Regions from separate parts of the Mus musculus genome. Here all the other regions are linked to region 2. The links are chromatin contacts, called in public Hi-C and promoter capture Hi-C maps. All regions are on one chromosome and are shown on one strand. The core of a region is the stretch at or near the end of the contact, and the rest is flanking DNA. Distances in the headings are between cores, read along the strand shown. Region 1 holds the start of Msx2 (msh homeobox 2). Region 2 holds the start of Tfap2a (transcription factor AP-2, alpha). Region 3 holds the start of Pitx1 (paired-like homeodomain transcription factor 1).

Region 1 (2,719 bases), core at 185-2,684, about 13 Mb before region 2:
AGTATTTAGGGAGCATTTGCTGTTTGGGACCAGCGCTTAGCAGGCTCTTCTTTCCCCCACCAGTCCGGATGGGTTTTTGGATCTATGAAAAAGCTTCTGCAGCCTGAAATGGGTTGTTTGCAGCGATCTTTCTGCTCCTGCTGGCTTGCGGGCAAGGGAGGTGCAGAATTATTTCAGGCCTCTGTCTCAAAACTCTCTTCTTCCATGCATTGATACAGTTGGTCACTGATGCTTTGGGGCTGCAGTTAGATAGAGAGTGTGCTTTAGGGTGGGATCCTGATAGGTATGCTGCTTAAAATTTCAAAGTCAGGTGAGATGAGCTTTCCCCAAAGATATTCAGGCTTTGGGTTTGCAAAGTCGAACCCTGTTATTTGCAGAGAGAATAAAGACACTAAATGTCACAAATACCCTTCTCCCCTGCCCATCACCTCCCAAGGCAGATGCTATCCTGACACCTGAACTCCAATGACAAACACAAACTCAAAAAAAAAAAAAAAAAAAAAAAACCTCATGAGCACACTTTTGCACGGGCCTAGAGAGGAGACTCAAGGGGTGAGAAAATATCCCCATTGACAGTTTCTAAAACTTGTCCTGTTTGGACAGAGTATGAAATGGAGATCATTTGTGTAAATTAGCTGCCAGGAACCAATGGGCGCTGGGTCTGCTGGTGCACACCTACACTCTCAACACCAGGGACGAAGCCAGTGGGGTAGCAAGTTCAGGACCATCTTGGGTAAGATAGGGAGCGACTTCTAAGCTAGCCAGAGCTGGAGAGCAAGAGTCTGTTTTAAAGGAAAAAAAAAGGGAGAAAGGGTAGAGATTAGTTGAATATCCCTTGACCACCTCTCAGCCTTTCTCATCTTTGTCCCTTTTCTTAAGGAATGAGTTACAGCTAATGTCTTGGAACACTCTCCAAAGATAAGACAACTAAGGACCATGCCTAAACTATTTCTATTAGTAAAGATGCTGCTATTGTTTTCCATTATAGTTACAAAGATACACTAGTTTGAGCTCATAGTGGGAGCTTTATAAATGTTCCATGCCCTCCGCAGATTTCCAACATTCTCAGGCGGGAGCGTGTGGGATCGGCACCAGAAACACTTTAAAGAGGGGTTAAAAGACAAGAAATGAGACTCGGCAAGCTTCCTCTTTAAACAATCGGCTTTAATTACGCCTTAGACTTTTCAGTTTGGGCGATTATAACCCTTGAGGGATCGCCTAATAACAACTCTGCTGACTGCTCCTGTAATTAACTCCTAATTTATTTCAAACGGGGCGGGGGAAGGGCCCCAAGCCTCTCCAGGGAGAGCCAATCGGTGGCGAGCGTCCGTGGCGTCAGGAGCAGGGCCGTCGCCAGTTGGTTGAGCCGAGTCTCCCACTTCCCCTCGGAGGACAGGCTGGGCTCCCAGCGCGCCCCTGCCGGCTCCCCCCCCAAAAGTTGGAGTCTTCGCTTGAGAGTTGCCAGCGGAGTCGCGCGCCGACAGCTACGCGGCGCAGAAAGTCATGGCTTCTCCGACTAAAGGCGGTGACTTGTTTTCGTCGGATGAGGAGGGCCCCGCGGTACTGGCCGGCCCGGGTCCCGGGCCTGGAGGAGCCGAGGGCAGCGCAGAGGAACGCAGGGTCAAGGTCTCCAGCCTGCCCTTCAGCGTGGAGGCGCTCATGTCCGACAAGAAGCCGCCCAAGGAATCGCCCGCGGTGCCACCCGACTGCGCCTCGGCTGGCGCTGTCCTGCGGCCGCTGCTGCTGCCGGGACACGGCGTCCGGGACGCTCACAGTCCCGGGCCTCTCGTCAAGCCCTTCGAGACCGCCTCGGTCAAGTCGGAAAATTCCGAAGACGGAGCACCGTGGATACAGGAGCCCGGCAGATACTCCCCGCCGCCCAGTGAGTGCGCGTCTGGGACGGGATCCGGGCTGGACCAGCGCGAGGGGTCCCAGAGGGGCTGGGGAACGGGTGTTAACAGGATGATGCTCTTGACCCCCCTGGTACCCCAGTTCAGCGGGCGGTCCGCATCCCAGAATCCCTAGCTTCGAGGAATCTGCAGTACCTGAGCGCTGGCTGGCATTTGAAAACCAAACCAAGTTGTTGATTTCTGCAGTCCTTAGCCCCCTGCTCCGAAAACTTCATATTTGTGTACCTGCCCGGGAAATAGGGGAGAGTCGCTGTTTTGTTTTGTTGAGTCAGGGTCTCCTGTGGCCCGTGCTGGTATGCAGCTCAGGATGGTCTTGAACTCGTCATCTTACTCCACCACCTAAGTACTAGAATAACTGGTGTGCACCACCACACCGGGCTGGGATCCACTTTAAATGAGTATTGAAATGTGGTTTTGCTGGCCTTCAAAATATACAGGCAGCCCCATGAAGTTCACCCCACTATAAAGACTAGACAACTGGAAGTTAACCAGACATGGAGCAGACATACTTGGTAGTCTTCGAACTCCAGTGTCCATCCTATGAAGGGAAGGTGGCAGGCAGAGACTGATTCGGAAAGGAAGCTTCTTGTATTCTAGTCCGTTGTTGGTTAGGTTCTGCGTGTTGCAGGGAGCTAGTTTGGGCCAGACCCTCGTGGGCTCTCCTGGGTTCACAGTAATAATTAACAGCATTCCTTCAGAACTTGAGAATGTACAGTGAGGTGGCCACAAGTTCGCCAGATTTGGCTGCTTGCTAGAACCTCAAAGTACAGGCAGAGGCATGCCACCTGTGGCTACCCCTTCAGACTTGG
Region 2 (2,700 bases), core at 102-2,601:
AATATCTTACTTTAGAATAATTGCAGTAAGGGAGGAAGGGTCCCGGTGGAGTGAGTAAGCCCCTGGGCGGAGTCAGGAGTGGCCAACTTGGGGAAGGGGTGTCTCCTGCCTTCAGGTTCTTCACCAGCCGGCCATTGCGCCGCCAAAACGCCGGCGTTAGTAACATCAAGTCATAAAGGGTCGCGTCCTTCTTTAATTAAAAAGGAGAATCTTGGGAAAACTGGAGCCGATTTGCACAGGAAGAGTTGGTTCCTAATGTTTTATTTTGATGCATGTACGACACCGCATGGAGAGTCGCAGGAGCTCATGGGTCTGCGGTTTGGCTCACTCCAGAAGGGGTTGTGCATCCCCATCCGAATTCTGTGTTGTTGTCCACGTTGCACCTGGGAAACCTTACAGTCCAAACGCCCGGATGAATAGTCAGTCCGATTCAGCTTCATACAAACCGGAGGAAAATCATTTAACCCCCGGATCTGTCGAGTAACCTCTTCAGGGTACAACTTTTATTTTACACGTAGCAATTAAGAGATCGCAAACCCCAACCGAGCCACCGGAGCCGGCTGGCAGAATCTCCAACCTGGGGGGAGGGGGGAGCGCAAAGCTAATAAAACTCCCAGGGCGCTGCAGCCCGAGGGGGTAACAGCCGTGAGCGGAGGCGATCTCTAGTTGGGCAAAATTCTTGGAGTGACTTTGCTGGTCCTGGTTTGGTGGCTACGGTTCATTGCGAAAGGGATAATGATTTCTAATAAAATCGGACGGGGACGAAAGGCAGATAGTGGCGGTTGTAGTAAGAGTGGGAGGTGGGGTACTAAAAGTTGGTCCCTAGGCGCCGCCGCTGGTACCCTGCGTAGTACAGAGCTTTATCCAAAGCATCTTTGGCTAGCAGGACCCGAAGACAGGCGAAGGGGAAAGAGATGAAATTGGGGATAGGGGACGCTCGAACAGGGAGGGTGCTGGAGCTCTAGGAAGAGTTGTTGGGCTTGCAGGCTGGCATGCAGGCAAGTGCTCTAGGAGCAAGTTAGCGGCTAGAAGAGGCCTTTATACCTGGGTCGGAGCGGCCGGCGGCAGATTGTGGTCCTGGCGAGCAATTGGACTATTGTTGATATGCTAATGAGGCGATTAGGCTGTTCGCGAGGAGCAGGAAAAGGGAAAAGTTTCTACCATTAGAGGGAGATCTCCGAGCGCACACGGGAGCTCTCTAACCCTTCTCTCCTCCTCCCTCCTCGCCCTTCTCCTGGCCCTCCTCCTCCTCTACCTCCACCTCCTCCTCCCCCTTCCTACCCTTCTCCTCCTCCTCGCCCTCCTCTCCTCCTCCCCCCCTCCTCCTCTTTTGCTCACCGCCCGCAGCCCGCACTTTGCGCTAACCCAGAGAGTAGCTCCGCTGGGGTGCGAGGCGCAGAGGGGCAAATCCGATCACGCCGATCCATGAAAATGCTTTGGAAACTGACGGATAATATCAAGTACGAAGACTGCGAGGTAAGCGCGGCGCCGACTCAGTCATCCTTGCGGCCACAGGCTTGGAGATCGACCCTCCCTCTCCTCCTCCTCCTTCTCTCCACGCGAAATGCGAGTGGGACAAACTTAACACCCGCGCAGCTCCCACCCCTCCATGTCGCCCGAATAGCACAGGGGAGACGCTGGAGATAGTGGACATGGATCTCGGTTCTTTCACTTTTGTCTTTCGAAGCTCGTGTTCCACTCTTTCCCCTTTTCTCCTGGTTACTTTTGGTTCTGCCTGAGAGTGGAAGGAAGAGAAGAGCTTGGATTTAAAAAAAAAAAAAAAAAAAAAAAAGCTGGCAACTGGGCACGTGCCTGTGCACTCTGGTGTGTTTGAGCGAGATCCTGGGGGTGCCTACAGTAGCAGGAAGAAAATAAAACCATGTCCCCCCTTTCACTCCCTCCCTGACATTAATACCCCCTTTTTCATTCATTCTTTTCTTTCTCCCTAAAGACGTTCCCTTCTTGCATTTGGAGAAGGGCGCACACACTTCGCCCTGACCTGTAAAGCACGTTCGGCTTGGGAGCCCACACGTCAGCCCTTGGTGTCACTCTTTAGCTGCTATAGTCCTTGAAGTTCTAAGGAGTTTCTCCCGCCGAGCTTCGGGGTGGACACACCCCGTGGTGGTGGTTGGGTGTGGGTGCGTTACCGGCCTCTGGGAGTCGGGGACGGGGGAGGGATCCCCCTTCTACCTGCCAGTGCTTAGCGGCGGGACCCTGAAAATCCTGGGGCGACAGCCGATCGTCTCCAGTTGCCGATAGTCCGCTGGGATCAGAGAGAGGGCCGTCCCTTGGGAACCCATTTTAAAACCCAGAGCCTCAGAGCATAACTTTTGGGACAGTCAGGGAGGCATGAAAAAAGAACCAACGGCTTGTGCGGGGGGTGGGGGAGGGATGGCCTCAGCCTGTTGTGTGTGTGTGGGTTTTTTTTTTTTCATACCCCACTGAAAGGGGCTGATCAGCGAGTGGTGTGACGGAGGGGTGGGAAGCCCGTGATTATCCAAATCTGTAGTAGCCTTGACTTTCGCTGTTCTCTCTTTCTTTCTTTCTTTCTTTCTGTCTGTCTGTCTGTCTGTCTGTCTGTCTGTCTGTCTTTCTTTCTTCCCCCCCCCCCCCTTTCGGCATTTGGAGCTAGGGGTTCCGGCTAAAACGTCTGCTCGCGGGCGCGCAGAGGCAAAAATTCTGACTTCACTCGAAATTAGA
Region 3 (2,771 bases), core at 61-2,560, about 15 Mb before region 2:
CATACCTGTAGAGCCAACCCAAGAAATGACTACAGGAGAAGATGATGTCCTGGGCTCTGGACACTGGAGAACAGAGAAGTGCTTCTTTCCTAAGCCCTAGTCTACCCCATCAGTGGCTGGTTCAGGGGAGAGGTCTGCAGGTGAGGCCCAGAGACAGCCTAGGGGTCCTCCGTGGCTACAGAGGCAGGTCAGGGCCACCTCAGTTGTGACCTGTTTACTCAAGAAGCTGAAGTCCCTGGGCCAGTTAACAATTGTTGGATAAAATCCTTGGACAAACTTCATTGGAGCGTGAGGAGCTAAGGAGGGGACCACTCTTGTGAGCCTAGAGGGTAAAGTCTTTGCTTGGGGAGGGGGGAGCTCTGGAGCTACAGTTTCCTAGCAGTGTATCGGGAGAAAACCCAAAGGCTTCCTAAGCTCCCAGCCCAGGGTTGTGAGACATCAGTCACCTGGCCTACCAGGCCTCTGCTGAAGCCCTGAGAATTCAGAAAGTAGGCCCCACACTGGAGCAAAGTTACCCTAAAGGAGGGCAGAGGCTGGCAAGGCCTACCTGGTGGCTGCCAAAGACCTGATCATTGTAGGTGCAAAACAAAGGGGGATGTGGAAAGGCCACGGGCCTGGTGGGGCTCTTGGGGTCTCCAGTCCCACTCGCCATGGCCTAGAGCCAACAGAAACGTTTCGTCTGATTAGAAGCCGTCATCTCTACCCCAATTCCGGAAAATTGACTGCGGTGCAGAGAGGAAGGCCATGAGAGCAGCCTTAGGGGAGAGGGTCCAAACTAATTAGAAGACAGCATCCGGGGCCCATTAGAGCTCGCAGGCTGCTGTCACTCAGCCGGCCCCGAGTTCCTGGGAGAAGCGACTGAGGTAGGAGGGGCCCGTCTGCCCCTCGAGGACGACACCACCGCTGGGAGCTGCAGCAACCGGGAACCGGCCCCCCGGCTCTGCCACTGACTGCCCTGGCGCTGGCTCGGAGGCGCCGGCTCAGAGCGATCCTGCTCAGCGAACCTTCACTCATTCTAAGTTGTTCTCTCCCGTGGCTGGGGACTTGAGGTGGCCCAGACAGGAGTTGACTCTCAGCGAAACAAGTCACTTGGGGCCCCCAAGGTGTGCACCAGCCGCCCGGGGCTAGCTGGCCAGATGCGTTTCTTTTGTGCGGCCAAGGGAGAAATTCGTGTGTCACCGGGGAAGGAGGGAGAGGCGCGGTGAGGCCGCGGGAGAGGGGGGGAGGTGAGGCGGCGGGAAGGTGGCTGCGACGGGGAGGGCGCGGGCGAGGCCAGGAGGGAGGGAGGGAGAGAGGGAGGGAGGGAGGACGGCGGGGAGGGCGCGGCGCGGGCGGCTCGAGGCTGGATTCCGCCCGCGCCCGCTCCCTCGCTCGCTTGCTCACTCGCTCGCGCCCTCCCTCCTTCTCTCCCAGCCCCCTCCCACCGAGGCCCACCCCACCCACCACCCCTGGCGCAGGGACTGCTGGAACCTGGCTGCGCGCACTGTCGTTTTCAGACAGACTCTGCGGGCTCCGACCCGAGCCTTAGAAACCGGCCTCGAATCGGGACTGGGGCCCGGGCCGGCCGGGCAGCTGAGGCCGGAGCAGCAGGAGCGCGTGGCGGAGCCCCGAGCCCCGAACCCGGTCCCGCAGCCTGGAGAGGTCGATGGAGCTCGAACGGCGTCGCTGTGGGCGCGGGCAGCCCTGGGGGGCAGCCGCTTAGGCGCCACTCTCTTGTCCCCAACAGGTCGCAGCCTGGGCGGCCGGGAGCTCCCAGCCCCGGCCCCTGGAGCGCCCGTTGCGGTCCCCACCTCCATGGACGCCTTCAAGGGAGGCATGAGCCTGGAGAGGCTACCGGAGGGGCTGCGGCCACCGCCACCACCACCGCACGACATGGGGCCCAGCTTCCACCTGGCCCGCGCCGCCGACCCCCGGGAGCCGCTGGAGAACTCCGCCAGCGAATCGTCCGACGCTGATCTGCCAGGTAAACGCGGCTCCCCCAACCCGCGGCGGGCATCCAGCCTCCGCGCACACCGGGCGGCTTGGCACGCAGCCGGGTCCCCTCTGCGTCTCTGCAGCGAGGAGCTTTCTTTTTCCTCCCTGGTCTTAACCTGACGATGAACACGGAAATTTACACGCGCGTTCGCACGCACACGCGAAGTCACTTCCAAACAGTCCCCCACACGCCAAGCCCTGAGTGGGACTGGCAGCCCCTCTGGAGCAGGAGCAGATAGCACGCGGGAGAAAAAAGTTGAGTTTTCCCTAACTGGTTGCTGAGGAGTCGCTGGGGCTCAGGGCGAGAAGCAGATGTGCAGGGAGTAGAAGGGGTGGCCAGACAAAGTGCCCAAAGAGACACCTTGACAGATGGAGGAAAGAATCCTAAAAGAAGAGGTGGGGTCACAGAGCAGGCTAGAAGAGAGGGGTCCGTAAAGCCGAGCTCGAGCTCTGGGGACAGCGAGAGCCAGCCAGCTAGGAGGCGCGGCCTGACTCCCGGCAGAGCCGGCAGAACCCTGCTGCAGCGGGGATCCTGGCCCACGTGGACACCTCAGCCCAGAGCCACCAGGGGTCCAGCCAGGGTGGGTTCTCGACTCCACAAATCCCCCAGTTGTCTTTTAAAAAACAAAACAAAACAAAACAACCCCGATCTCTTGAGCTGGGCCCGAGATTGGGTGGCTTCGGCCATGTCCGTTTCCAGGCCTGTCCTGTCTTGGAGCGGCTGTGCACGGGAGGGGGGTCCCAACCCCAAATAGTCACAGATCTCCAGGCTGCCTGGGACAGCCATCCCGGGCCCT

The links. Promoter capture Hi-C pulls out the DNA fragments that hold promoters and counts their contacts. Hi-C and Micro-C count contacts between places; a contact is called where the count stands out from the background.
Region 1: a promoter capture Hi-C map of cranial neural crest shows a contact between it and region 2. The contact joins the promoter of Msx2 here to the promoter of Tfap2a in region 2. A contact is called at or near these places in 1 of 39 promoter capture datasets (cranial neural crest) and 3 of 484 Hi-C or Micro-C datasets (all in embryonic stem cells).
Region 3: a Hi-C map of stem cell-derived epiblast-like cells shows a contact between it and region 2, with 24 times the contacts expected there. The contact joins the promoter of Pitx1 here to the promoter of Tfap2a in region 2. A contact is called at or near these places in 1 of 39 promoter capture datasets (embryonic stem cells), 5 of 484 Hi-C or Micro-C datasets (embryonic stem cells and stem cell-derived epiblast-like cells) and 1 of 115 datasets of contacts at active chromatin or transcription factors (embryonic stem cells).

What each region holds. Positions count from the first base shown.
Region 1 is chr13:53,471,495-53,474,213 of GRCm38.p6, reverse strand. It overlaps Msx2 (msh homeobox 2), which reads left to right and starts at 1,434. Exons shown (of 2, transcript NM_013601.2): 1 at 1,434-1,882. The coding sequence starts at 1,504. Gm33763 (a long non-coding RNA gene) reads right to left here. Exons shown (of 4, transcript XR_873406.2): 2 at 1-239.
Region 2 is chr13:40,732,446-40,735,145 of GRCm38.p6, reverse strand. Tfap2a (transcription factor AP-2, alpha) reads left to right here and starts at 1,351. Exons shown (of 7, transcript NM_011547.5): 1 at 1,351-1,476. The coding sequence starts at 1,426. Gm26688 (predicted gene, 26688) reads right to left here. Exons shown (of 3, transcript NR_125899.1): 2 at 1,366-1,735; 3 at 1-1,124.
Region 3 is chr13:55,829,964-55,832,734 of GRCm38.p6, reverse strand. It overlaps Pitx1 (paired-like homeodomain transcription factor 1), which reads left to right and starts at 1,310. Exons shown (of 3, transcript NM_011097.2): 1 at 1,310-1,963. The coding sequence starts at 1,795.